Regions from separate parts of the Bos taurus genome. Here regions 1 and 3 are each linked to region 2. The links are chromatin contacts, called in public Hi-C maps. All regions are on one chromosome and are shown on one strand. Each heading gives the region's core, a stretch centred on a gene start, on an enhancer-like site or on the middle of the called end of the contact. The rest is flanking DNA. Distances are from core to core; before and after follow the strand shown.

Region 1 (4,865 bases), core at 1,872-4,371, 150 kb before region 2:
GTTACCGTAGGGCTCGCAATCTGCGAGTTTTAAATTGTTTATTTATTTTTTCTCCCTGTTATGTTGCCCTCTGTGCTTCCAAAGCTCGGCACAGATTCGGCAGTGAGAAGGTTTCCTGATGTTTGGAAACTTCTCTCTTTTTAAGATTCCCTTCCCGGGACGGAACTCCGTCCCTCCCTCTTTTGTCTCTTTTTTTTGTTTTGTTTTTAATATTTTTTCCTACCTCCTTTCGAAGATTTGGGTTGCTTTTCTGGGTGCCTGATGTCCTCTGCCGGCATTCAGAAGTTGTTTTGTGGAATTTACTCGACGTTTAAATGCTCTTTTGATGAATTTGTGGGGGAGAAAGTGTTCACCCCGTCCTACTCCTCCGCCATCTTGGCTCCTCCTCCAGCAAGAGTTCTTTTTGAAGAATTGTGTTGAAATCACAATCATTTTCCAGGTGTCTTTAATCTGTCATCTAGGTAGATGGGATGTAGGTTCTGGCTCTTACTCTTTTGGAATTTGGATTTTAACATTAAGTATTTATATGATGTTTAGTGTAAGAGGTACTAATGTTTTATTATAGCTTTTGGGGTGAAAAAATTAAAAAGGAGGTAACATGCAAATTCTGTTTCTGTTGCTAAAAACCTTATGATTTCTCTTAAAGCTGATGTGCATATTTGGGTTTGTATTAGTTGAAAGTTTTAAGAAAATATCTGTAGCAAATCATTGAAGCTGTGGAAGAAAGTGTATTCGAAATTGCTAGGTTCTAAAATTCAAAAGAAACGATTTTATCAAAGAAGAATGATGTTTAAAATAGTTCAGGAGAAGTCTTTTTCTTTTAAAACTGTCTCTATTTTGAGATTGGAGTGGGTACTTAGGCACTTTGAGTTTTCTTCGTTTGTGCTGTGCTCTGCTAGGTCACTTCGGTCGTGTCTGACTCTTTGCGACCCTGTGGACTGTAGCCTGCCAGGTTCCTCTGTCCATGGGATTCTCCAGGCAAGAATACTGGAGTGGGTTGCCATTCCCTTCTCCAAGGTATTTTTCTGATCCAGGGATTGAACCTGCATTTCTTAGGTCTCTTGCACTGGCAGGTGGATCTTTTACCTCTAGCATTACCTGGATAAGCCCTTTCGTGGTTTAAATATAATTTAACAAGATACTAATTATGAGTGTAAAGATTTCAAAATTTATAATTCAACCCCAAAGGAAGAAAATCAGAAAGGCCTTGAAGTAAACGGTCTGCTTGTGGAGCTGTGCTCATTTTGAAAGTACACATTTCTGGACCAGATTTCTAATGTGGGCCAAGGAAGTAAGCTTTCAAGGTGCTGAGAGAAGTTTCTCCCAGCAGCTCACCTAATGGTTAAACTTGAATTTGTAGTAGCTGATAGTTGCTTTAGGTGCCCTCTTTGAACTGAATTGTAGGAATTAAAGAATAAGGCATCTAAGAAATCTTAGCAGGTCAACAGTTGAATGATTGGCTGGAAACATGTTTTCAAAACTACTTTGCACAGAACCTTGCAAAAAGAAGGGGGCTGGAATGGATGGAAAACATGATGATTGAATCTTTATGGGTAAAACTATGAGCTCACATAAATATTTAATACCTTAAGTTATTGCCTACCTGGACTGTAGTCAAAAATATAATCATAGTAAAATACCAGAAACTTTAGAAGGGCCTTAAATGCAATTCTCACAGTAGTAGCTTAAGAAAGTTTGTGATGTGATGTGAAAGTCGCTCAGTCGTGCCCAACCCTTTGTGACCCCATGGACTATACAGTCCATGGAATTCTCCAGGCCATGGAGCGGATAACCTTTCCCTTCTTCAGGGCATCTTTCCAACCCAGGGATCGAACCCAGATCTCCCACATTGCAGGCAGATTCTTTACCAGCTGAGCCACCAGGGAAGCCCAAGAATACTGGAGTGGGTAGCCTATCCCTTCTCCAGCGGATCTTCCCGATCCAGGAATTGAACTGGGGTCTCCTGCATTGTAGGTGGATTCTTTACCAACGGAGCTATCAGGGAAACCCTAAGAAAGTTTAGTTTGTGAATAATACATTCTCCCTTCAATCTGTATATCCTGCATCCAACATGATACTTCTTTGCCCATTTCCTATTATTTGTGTTTACCGGGTCTCTTCCTGGAGAAGGAAGCACACCTGTGCAGTTCATTGGATTATGCTTGGATGATGGCTGTGGACCGAGGCTGGGCACCAGGATATCTCTGCAGGAAGGGTCCCCTGGGGTGTTCAGGTTCTGCTGCCCAGCTGCAAAAGTGCATGACCATATCACCCAGTTTTGGGTTTTTTACTTAATAGACTGTTTATTTACTAACTAACCTATTGTTTGTATGTATTGAGGAAGTAAGATTGGGTCATTAGGTGCTAAAAACATTTGAAACCATATTTTATTGATCATTGTCAGAAATGCGCTATTAGCACATGTGGAGGAGTTTGTGAATACAGGGAAGGGACTGAACACTTTGAGAGTTTTCCTGGCAGAATTTTCAGAAAGCCTGGCCAAGAGGACTGGCTTAGGGCATCTGCAAAGAAGCTATTTTGAGAACAAAATTCCAAACATATCATTTGTCAATCCGCAACTCAAGAATCAAACCAAAACAGAACAATAAATAAGTCATCATGACTTCTCATTCTCAGCTTAGTGACAGTGGTGATAGAACACAGGGAAAGATGGAAAACCCTTGGAGGTAGACGCTCTGGGGAGTGAATCGTGGCTGAGTTCAGTGCGCGTGTTTCTCAGCTGTGGAATACAGACACAGCTTTACCACCTTTCTGTTGTTGGTCTAGTGTAGATCATTCCTCTTTCAGTCCCTGGTGCCTCACCTACTGCCTGCTTAAGGGTGAGTCCTTAACTGTGTTCAAACTCTGCGGTTGCTGGCTTGCCCATGTCTCACTTAAGTGGAATACTGCCTGGATCCCAACTGTAGTTAAGTTTCAAGTTTGTTCAGAGCAAAATGAACTTCCTTGTAACTTTTTTCAGCATAACCCTCAAAAACAATTACTAACCTTGGCGGAAGATGAGGCCTCCTTAATGTCTGTACAAAGGTGGTTTTCAGGCCCGCCCTGGGTGCCATGCCCGTCTTGCTGGCCGCGAAGCCTGCTAGGCCTGCAGTGCTCAGTAGGTGGAGCTCGTGCTCTCTCTGTGCCGCAGCCATCGCGGAGGGTGTGGGTTTGGGCCGCAGGAATGTAGATACATCGTCTACTCAAAGTGGCTTCCTTGGGTCGGCAGCAGCCTAAACCCGTTACCGGCGCGGTGACAGCTGATGCTGACTGTCCTTGCTCGCAGGCAGGTTCAGAGTAAAGGCCTTTGGAATCTGTGAGGTTGGGCACAGCAAGAAGCAAAACCGCTGACTGAAATAAGCAGGTTAGGAGTCTGTTATCTGGTTCCCTGCAGATTGGCCCGGGAGCAGCTTGGAGGCTGAGACGAGTCCAGGAAGGCCCTTCTCTCCTGTAACTATGGTCTGAAAAAGTCTCATCAATGTGGCCAGCTCTCTAAAGCCCCCATTTTGGAGCCAATTTAGTGAAAATCAAGAATATTTTGAACTAGGGACAGAATTATAATTTTTATACTTGTGAGCTGGCTTCTCCTGGTCAGTCTTGATTTCCAGCATTCGATCTTATTACTGATGTGAGAGCAGTAGCCCTCAGTGCCTCCTTCTATTTGGGGTATAGAATATATAGTCACCATAATTACCACTTTCTGACAGCTGCTGCTGCTGCTGCTAAGTCACTTCAGTTGTGTCTGACTCTGTGTGACCCCATAGACAGGCAGCCCACCAGGCTCCCCCGTCCCTGGGATTCTCCAGGCAAGAACACTGGAGTGGGTTGCCATTTCCTTCTCCAGTGCATGAAAGTGAAAAGTGAGAGTGAAGTCGCTCAGTTGTGTCCGTCTTCGCGACGCCATGGACTGCAGCCTACCAGGCTCCTCCGTCCATGGGATTTTCTAGGCAAGAGTACTGGAGTGGGTTGCCATTGCCTTCTCTTTCTGACAGCTGAGTCTCAAGTAATGTTATGGACTGAATGTGTTCTTCGAAGTTCCTATGTTAAAATTGTAATCCCTACTGTGATGAGATCCCCTGGAGGACCGCGTGGCAACCCATTCCAGTATTCTTTCCTGGAGAATTCCATGGACAGAGGAGCCTGGCAGGCTCATGGGGTGACAGTCGGACACCAGTGAGTGACTAATGTGATGGTATTAAGATGTGGGGTCGTTGAGAGGTGATTCAGTCATAAGGGTGGAACCCTCATGAATGGGATGAATGCCCTTGGAAAAGAGGTTCCAGAGAGCCTTCTCATCCCTCCAGCAGGTGAAGACACAGAAGATGGCCAGCTCTGAACCAGGAAGCAGGCTCTCACCAGACACTGAATCTGCCTGCACCTTGATTTTGGACTTTCCAGCCTCCAGAACTATGAGAAATAAATTTACATTGTTTTTAAGCCACTCAGTCTGTGATATTTTGGTATAGCAGTATGAAGACTAAGACAATCAAGAACATGTCCCCTATTTCTAATTCAAACTTCAATTCTTATAAACAAAGTGATGGGAAACCTAAACCATGAGTCACTGGGATTTGGTTTTTGCTAGTCTATGGTAGTTCAGCTGGTAAAGAATCTGCCTGCAATGCAGGAGATCCTGGTTCAATTCCTGGGTTGGGAAGATCCACTGGAGAAGGAATAGGCTACCCACTCCAGCATTCTTGGGCTTCCCTGGTGGCTGGTAAAGAATCTGCCTGTCATGCGGGAGACCTGGGTTTGATCCCTGGGTTGGGAAGATCTTTTAGAAAAGGGAATGGCTACTCACTCCAGTATTCTGGCCTGCAGAATTCCATGAACTGTACAGTCTATGGAGTTGCAAAGAGTCAGAC
Region 2 (4,347 bases), core at 223-2,722:
TTGCCCCAGCCAGAGTTCGGGCAGCTCCTTGATGCGGTCCAAACCCATTTCTATCACTAAGGACATGAGCACTTCCTCGTCGATGAAATCAGTGTCTATGACATTGGGCGGCAGCACTGCAGCAGGGACGTGGGCCACGGAGGCGGGCATGTTGCTGCTGCTGCCGCCGCCGCTGCCGCCGCCGCTATTGCTGCTGCCCGCGCCGCCGCCCGAAGTGCCCGCAGAGCCGCCGGGGGTGCTGCTGCCGCCCGAGCCGCCGGGGGTGCTGCTGCCGCCGCTGTGCTTGGGGTTGCAATCTCGGAAGTGCTGGTTTGTCCCGTTCATCTGGTGGCCCGCAGCAGGGTGCAAATCCGGCATGTAGTGGTTGTGGGGGTAGGGGTGATGGTTGAAATACTGGTTGTTGAGCTTCTGCAGCTGCATGCTGGCTGGCAGGGAGCCTCCCTGGCTGGCCACCGGGGGGCCCATGAACTGGGAGTTGTTAAACCTGGCCGCGGGGGCCAGCGCGCTCGGGGGGTGCCCTCCGTTTACAGTTCCCGGCCCCATCGCGTGCCTGATGCCGCTCGAGGCATTCATGTTGCTCGCGCCGTAGTGTATGTGCTCGCCCATCAGGGCGTTGAAGGCGTGTTGCGGCTGCTGCTGCTGGTGATGATGGGGGCTAGGGAACTGCCCCATACCCATGCGGTGGGCAGGGTGGTGGTGCAGCCCGTTGGTGCCGTCGGGGAAGCGCCCGTGGTTCATGGCCATCATATGGTCTGCCATTTCCAGTCCTGCAAGTGAAAAGGGGAGACGGTAAGACCCCGCGCCACACGTGTCGCCCACCACGGCGCACCCCACTTTTCCTCGCCCCTGGCTCCCAGGTTCATCCGACGCACTTCAGCTGCGAATCCTCATCCCGAAGATCCCGCTAGGAGCCTGTGCACCCGGGCTACCCACCAAGGAAAGACCTGCCATCCACAACAGAAGATCTGCGCGCTGCACAAACAGCTCTTTCCCCTGCGATCCGGCGGGGGACCCAAGCCCACACCCCGCTCTGGCTCCCCGAAGTCGCCTAATAAAGGAAGTGCCCCATAGCCCAGCCGCGAACTTCAGGCATTAAATCAGCCCTTCTCATCCTGTTGTTGCACATCCTGTTGTTATTCCCCAGCTCCGCCTCGCGCTCTTCCTCCGGGCAAACCCAGCCCTCGGAGGACTGGCCTGGCAGGAGCCCCAGCCAGCTTCGCCCGACGCACTTACCTTCCGTCCTTGCGATTTCTGCTCCGAAGACCGAGGGCGGGATCGTCGGGTCCAGGACCGGCTCAGCAGCACATAGACGGGGCCTTCCTGGCGTGGAAGGCGCTCGCAGTCGCGAAGTCGGCGCCGAAGTCTTGCAGCAGCCGCTGGGGCAGGATCGGAGCCGTTCCCTTTTATTTCCCCTCTGCTGCACTCACAGCTCGGCAAGACCGCCCGGCAGCTGCCAACAATGAGCTGTGTTTCTTCGGGCTTTGGCCACAGTTAATATAAGGGATTTCAGGAAGGGAGGAGCGAGAGCCTCCCCGGCGGGCGGCGGGCAAACGCGGATTCCGGAACATCAGGCACGCAGGACCGGGCTGGGCAGCCGCGTCCCCGCGGCCAGAGGCACGTGCGCAGAGCCTGAGGGCCCAGGCCCCGCCCCGCTGCCCCCCGATTCTGGTTTCTTCGCGGCCCACAAATACCAGGCCAGACCGCCCCGGCGCAGAAAGTCCTCCCTGGACGCTCAGCCCGAAGGTAGCGCCCGCCGCGAGAGAAACTAGGAAAACTCACCGCCCCACTCTGGCCGAATCCCCACCTCGAGCTCACCTAGCGACCTGGGCTGCTTTCTGTGGGAAAATAGGGTTCACACAGCGCCCCCTGTTTAGTGCCTTTCTGCCTCCGCGGCTTTGCAAAAGCCTACCCGGGTTGCAAAGAATGGCTGTGTTTACCCTAGTGGGTTTTTAAGCCCCGGGCAAATAATGCCCCCTCCCCTGTGCGCGCTTTCCTGAACTGTGCCTTTGTGTTTTTGTAGGAGCAGTAGGTAAACCTGATCTAGACATTTTGCGTGTAGATGCATTTCCTCCACTCCTTTCAAGGACAGGAGCTGGGGGCGGGGAGCGGCAGCGGCAGCCGCTGCAGGTGGACCGAGCGCGTTCGCGGGCTCGGCCGCCCCCGCTCCAGCGCCTAGGAATCCGGTCCGCGGTTTCGCGGCTGCTTGCCGCTCCCGGGGTACGTGTGCTTCTGCTAAGTTTGCGTTTGCAGCTCTTGGTAGCTTTGGCATCCGAGCTGAGGCGTCTCTGCTCTGTAAACAAACTCAGCGATCCTCGTCCCCAGATCCACCTTTTTGCACATACACAGTTTCTTGCTTCTGCTGTTGCCCTTGATCCGGGAGGTGGGGGTGTGTGCAAACTTGCACAGCCTCCCTCCGGGCTCTGCCTGACGGTTTGGGGTTGATTTAGAAGCGAACGGGTTTGTAATTAAGAAATTCGAGGGCTGAGTAAGGCTGCTGAAGCTGGAAAAGGAAAACAAATAGATAACATGGTAATCGCTTTGTAAATAAAGTCGTTCTGGAGGTGGGCACGTAGCTGCACGTCCCGTATGGCACCGCGCGCGCACACACACTGCTGGGACTCTTCCTTTTCAGTGAAATTGCTCAGTGGGCCAATAGGCGATAATAATAACCTTGCTTCCCAGAACGCGGCACAACTAGCCTGGTCGTCCATTTGGCTCATTGACTTGCAAATAAAAGCCCTAACGCGGGCCTGGGCCACTACCCAGTCGGAGCTCTCTTGCTTTCTCAAATGGGGAAGCCGAATTGTTTCCCCAACACCGTGATGAGGTTGCTTGGAGCTTTTAAATTGCTCTTTATGTGGTAAAAGTGAGTTTAGCGCTCCGAATAAGGACTTCTGTTCAGAGTTGTTTCTTCATAACTAGATATCCATTGACGACTTCCTGCTGTGAAGAGCAAGTTCCCCCCCCACCCCACCCCGCTTTTTTTTTTCTCTCTGCATCTTGCTCACAGGACTTTTTAAGGCCCTTTTTGAAGACTGGAAATTCTGATACATTTCCCCTTTCAAGAATTTGCAGAAGAGAGCAAATCCTGATTATTTGAATTTATTACCTCTCTGTCTTCCTTTAGTTATATATGTGTAGAATAGTTAATATATGGATTTAAACATTGTTACTGTCTTCCTCTCTTTCCTTTTCCACACCCTCCATCATTTATAACCGTGCGTGCAATAATTTTTAAACCTCAAAAAATGTTTGCACAGGAGCATATTGCAGTTTGGGTTGCAAGAATCCCCTGATCTCTTGTCCACCCACGACTTATACCTGTAGGTCATGGGCTTGCAGTTACAGAATCAGAGGCTTGAGAAAACAACAACAACAAACTTGATACTTCCTATCAAAAAAATAGACTCAAAAATACTGGTCAACTTTCCCCGCCCCAGCCCCCTCCCCCTCAAAAATTGCCAGATAGATTGTTTACTTCCCTTCCTTGTACTGCAGTGTCTTGCGACACAAGGACTGGCTCTTGAATGTCTAATCTAAATTCCCCTTGAAACCATTAAAGAAAGGTGCAGCTCCATCCTGCTCCAGTGGTTCCACAAACTATTGAGAAATCCCTTGAAAGGTCACCTCCCCATCCCCCAACCCTTAGAGGAAAAAAAAAAATTCCTTCTGGGACCAGCTGGTGAGAACATGGTGTGCTTTGTTCATTTATTCATCCATCCAGTGAATATTTACCAAGTGCCGGGCACTTTTCCTAGCTCCTGGAGAGACAACCAGGACAAGAACTCACGGTCAAGAGTGGAGATGGACAAACAAGCCTTGGACACACTTTGATAAGTGTCACAGCAGCACTAAGCACAGGGACTTCTGGAGCACATAGGAGGGACAACCTGGACTTCCAGCCTTGGGAAGGCTTCCCAGTAGGAGTGGTGATAAATGGAGGCCAGGAGGGGGACACAGGTGGGAGAAACAAGGTTGGAGAGGTGAACAGGCTGGATCCTACAGGCATTGGTCCCCAAGATGAGAAATTAGGGTTGTGTCTTGAAGGTAAAGAGAAGTGAGTGAAGGCTTGTGAACCAGTGAGATGATCAAATTTTCATTTTAAAGCGATCAGGACAATACTGTGGAGAATGGATTGAGAAAGTAAGACTGGGAGTGGGGAATCCAGTTGGTGGGCTACTACAGTCATCCAGGAGTATGCAAAACCCAATGTAAGCAGGGGCTTATCCTGTGAACTGGGGTGAGGCAGTGCAGCTGTATGTGGCCCTGAAGGTGGTATATGGTTGTATTTCTTTCCTAGGGCGCTCAGGCTTAAACAACAGAAAATTATTGTCTCACAGTTCTGGA
Region 3 (4,406 bases), core at 706-3,205, 230 kb before region 2:
CAGTTAAAAGCTCCGTTTCAGTTCTGAACATAATTCATGCTTACACATCTAACTCCCTGACCTAATCTTGGCTCCTCTATTCTTATAATCAAATTATGCTCTTTCAAATCATTCTCTTTCAAAATTCTGCTTAAGCCTCATCTCTTTTAAAAGCCTTCCCAGACTAATACCAATGGATGCCTCTGGTGGCATTTATCCCCACAATCTCTTTAATATAAGCAGAAATATTGACTCTCAAGAAGAGAAAGTATGAACTGTCATCTGCCCAACTTCCATTCCCCAAATTCCCCACAGATATACCTCAATATACCCAGACCAGTAGTCCTTATTCCTGAGTGCACATTAGGATGACACAAGGATCTTTAAAGAAGTTCTTTTTAGAAGATCAAGAAAAACCTAATTTGGGAGATCTTGGTCAGGCTAATTAAATCATAGTCTCTGAGGGTGAGGCTCTCACAGTTTATTTTATTTTTAAAAATTTTCAGATCATTTTAATATTGGTCTAAGGGTGAGACTCTGTACTGCACAAAGCAGGACTCTCAAGTACCCTAATACACCTGGCTATGTTTCTTACTTTGCTTTGTGAGTGTATGTGTATGTGCACGCGCACACGCGCGCGCGTGTGTGTGTAATCTCACAGAATTACCATTTTATTTATTGGCCACACCATGTGGCATGCAAGATCTTAGTTCCCCAACCAGGGATAGAACTTGTGCCCCCTCAGTGGAATCGTTGTCTCAACCACTGGACCACCAGGGACACCCCTAGAATTACTAGTTTCAAAATTAAAACTCATAGGTCATCTCTTCCAATTACGTTTTTATTTTTGGAAATCTCCTGTAATGGACCTGGTATACTCAATCCATGAATAAAGCTCCATTTGAAAAATTTCAAGATTTACTAAGTAAAAGATGTTCAGAATATAATTATCTAGAAAGCAAGTGCAAGGGTGCTTTGTATTTGGCGGAGCAGATGAAAGTGAACCCAGAGACCAGTGGAACAGTGATGGTGTGGTGGCCACAGCTGGCTCTGAGATGTCAAGTTTGGCTCCTGGAATATTGACTGTGTCTCAGCTCTTCCTCCTTCAGCCTGTTTCCTTATTTGCAAACACGAGGACAGTAATGCCTCCAGGCTTGTTTTGAAGATTAAATTGGGTAAATAGTTGTGAAAGTAGATGATACATAGTTTAATTTTTTAACAGTTGTAAAATTGTGAGAACCTTCTTTCACTGACCTTAAAAAGGTAAAAAGAAAAAAACTATTTTGCATTTAAATAAGTATTTCTTTATTCTGCCAATTCTAATGATTTTTAAACATCTCAAAGTTTCCCAGCATAACCCGGGTTTTTTGGCCTTTTGGTTTCAAAAATGTGTCCATTTCTAGAAAGTATTCCAGCTTTCTAGAACTCAGTCTGCTCTATTCTTTGAAGCATGTGATAGAAATATACGCTCCGTTGTTGTTCAAAAGTAATTTATCGTATTGGTAATCTACGAGAGAACTAATCTACAGTGTTGAAAATATATCCCTTTCAAGATTTGTTTAGAGGAAGAAAAAATTAATTATTTGATGTAAACAAACTTCTTTATGAAGTTATGGTTATAAAAACCCAAAGCAGTTAGAGGACATTATGATTTATCCATCACAAATGAGGAAGAAGTGTTAGAAATGCAGTAGACTAATGCTGTGTGTGTGTGCATGTGTGTATGTGTGTGTGCATGTGTGCATATGTGCGTGCGTGTGTGTGTGTGTGTGTGTGTGTGTGTGTGTGTGATGGTATTTTCCTGATGGTCTTCTTTTTAGTTTGAGCCTGGAGGAAAGCAAATATCAAAGCTCTTTTCTCTTATGCCCAGGGCAGCCTATCAGAGGAAGAAAAACAACAGAAGATAAGATCTTAACTAGAGCAATGAGGGCAAGCACTTGCTTTTAACCTCAGATGCAAGGGAAGTGGTGGAGTTTCAGGGTGTTGTTTGTAAAGTCTAAAGTTTTGCCTGAGGCTGAAGTGATGCAGATGTCTCCCAAGGCCTCTCTGATTTTATGTGACAAATTCTAACATCAAGTTTATTGGGCTAAGAATTAAACAAAAATAAATGCCATTCCCTAATACTTTTTTAAGGAAAAAAATTCTTGGAAAAATTATTTCCCATTGTCTCCTATTCCCAAAACCTTTCATCTGCTTGGTTTTAAGCTGGGGAGATTACAGAAATTGGAACAGTGTAAGAAATCGAGTGATGACAGTTGAATCTAGTTAGAGAGAGTGTAGCATTGTACTTGGGGGTAGTGGTGGTGGTTCAGTCACGAAGTTGGGTCTGACTCTTGGAATCATATGGACTGTAGCCCATCAGGCTCCTCTGTCCATAGGATTTTCCAGGCAAAAATACTGGAGTGGGTTGCCATTTCCTTATCCAGGAGATCTTCCCAACCCAGGGATCAATTTCACATCTCCTACATTGCAGGTGGATTCTTTACCATTGAGTCAACACTTAAATTTTAATTCCATATACCATATGCCTTGAATGTAAGTTGGAATAATGAGTTATGCTATTTACTTTGATTTAAAAGGCACTAATGGATATATACGTATGTATTTTATTTCACCTCTCTTAATTTTCTACTCTTCAGGCCTAGGATATCTTAAATTGTCACTCTAGCTTCTCAAAGATTTCTCCACAAATTATAACAAAGAATCTTCCAGACAGCAAAACTATGATCAATGGATAAAAATTATAAGTATGCAAGATTCACCACAACATACAAAGGAACTTTCTGTGAAAAAACATACAAAGGAACTTTCTGGGAAACAAAAATGTCCAATGAGTCTGCCTTCGATCACTGTCTTGGGAAGATTTCAAGTTAAGGCTAAATAATGAAGCAAGTTTGGAGTTGGCCTAAGGCTAAATGATCATTTGCTTCAGGACATAGTAGAAGGAATTCCAGGGCTCAGTAAGAGCTTAGATTGCAAAGTCTCCTCCCAATATAAGATTATATGATTTTGGGACTTCCCTGGTGGAGCAGTGGGTAAGAATCACTCTGCCAATGCAGAAGACAGAGGCTTGATCTCTGATTTGGGAAGATTCCACATGCTTCAGAGCAACTAGGCCCATGTGCTACAGCTACTGAGTCCGCATGCTGCAGCTACCGAAGTCAGCATGCCTAGAGCCTGTGCTCAGCAACAAGAGAAGCCACAGCACTGAGAAGCCCCTGAACTACACCAACGAGTAGCTCCTGCTCTCCACAACTAGAGAAAGCCTGCACAAAGCAAAAAGACAAATAAACAATTTAAAGTATTAATGTACATTTTTTAAAAGATTATATGACTTTGGATAAAATAAATTTGACACAGAATACTTTGGTTTCTACCACCTTTCTGATTTTAGATGATAATTCATCAAGCTTTTATGAATAAGGCATTAACTTACAACTGAGAGAATGGTGAATATGGCCTATTTGCAAGCTGGAGACCCTCTTGCTGTGTTTTGAGAGTTTCTTAGTTTTAAAAACTGAAGTATCACTCATATTTATTGTCTCGGATTCCTTTTACACGTATTCCCTTGGTCCTGTTATATCTTAGCTGCCAATATATTCTTCTGTTTCATGTTTTATCTATTCACTATGTTCAATTATACCTGAAGACGGGGTACTTTAATGGTGGATTGATTTCCATGGCAGACTAGAGTGAAACCATATACATCATTTCACCAATAACTTTTGCATACTGTGTCCCGTGTCTACTGCAGACATTAGGATGGCCAAAAAGATCTATCATTGGTGCTTCGGATGAAAAATATATTGCACGAAACATAATTTATTCCTTTTAACTTATTAGAAGCTATTTCAAAACTGATAGCAAAGTTTATTTCTTACCAAAATGTAAGGGGAGGCCGCAGATAAAATCGAGTCTTTCTCCCCAATGCCTGGGCATCCCACATGTTGAGATAACAGCTGGCATAGGATATTAATAGATAGCCATTGTCCTGGCACCTGGCTGGGGAATCACAGTCTGAGACTATAACCAGGGCAGCTGCAGGTTCTTGTCAGTTTTTTCTGAGCCACAGAAATGAGAAAAATAATCGTTTTAGAAATATATAACATACTGGCCCTCATGAAATACTTCCAATACTCAGGAAAAATAAATGAAGTACATTTTAAAATTATTTTGAACAGTCTCTAAACTATTTAGTCTATTTTTCTACTGGTGGCTCAGTCGGTAAGGAACCTGCCTGCAATTCAGGAGATTCCGTTGGATCCCTGGATCAGGAGGCTCCCCTGGAGAAGGAAACAGCAACCCATTCCAATATTCTTGCCTGGAAAATTCCATCAACAGAAGAGCTTGGCAGGCTACACACAGTCCATGGGGTCGCAAGAGTGGTCATGACTTAGTGACTAAACCACCCACCCTACTATCTTAAG

What was found. Hi-C and Micro-C count contacts between places; a contact is called where the count stands out from the background.
Region 1: a contact with region 2 is called in a Hi-C map of an unstated tissue, with 4 times the contacts expected there. The contact joins the enhancer-like site here to the promoter of CITED2 in region 2. A contact is called at or near these places in 3 of 11 Hi-C or Micro-C datasets (liver, skin fibroblasts and an unstated tissue).
Region 3: a contact with region 2 is called in a Hi-C map of an unstated tissue, with 4 times the contacts expected there. The contact joins the enhancer-like site here to the promoter of CITED2 in region 2. A contact is called at or near these places in 3 of 11 Hi-C or Micro-C datasets (liver, skeletal muscle and an unstated tissue).

The regions. Positions count from the first base shown.
Region 1 is chr9:76,897,155-76,902,019 of ARS-UCD2.0, forward strand. No RefSeq gene overlaps it. Among named protein-coding and RNA genes, the nearest start is that of HECA, 64 kb to the left of the region's middle. Within about 2 kb of position 3,122, at least 37 of the 102 cell types and tissues checked have an H3K27ac peak or open chromatin away from gene starts, as enhancers often do. A contact at or near this core is called in liver, where this site is marked.
Region 2 is chr9:77,047,100-77,051,446 of ARS-UCD2.0, forward strand. CITED2 (Cbp/p300 interacting transactivator with Glu/Asp rich carboxy-terminal domain 2) reads right to left here and starts at 1,473. Exons shown (of 2, transcript NM_001075819.1): 1 at 1,234-1,473; 2 at 1-767. The coding sequence starts at 759.
Region 3 is chr9:76,813,941-76,818,346 of ARS-UCD2.0, forward strand. No RefSeq gene overlaps it. Among named protein-coding and RNA genes, the nearest start is that of HECA, 19 kb to the right of the region's middle. Within about 2 kb of position 1,956, at least 9 of the 102 cell types and tissues checked have an H3K27ac peak or open chromatin away from gene starts, as enhancers often do.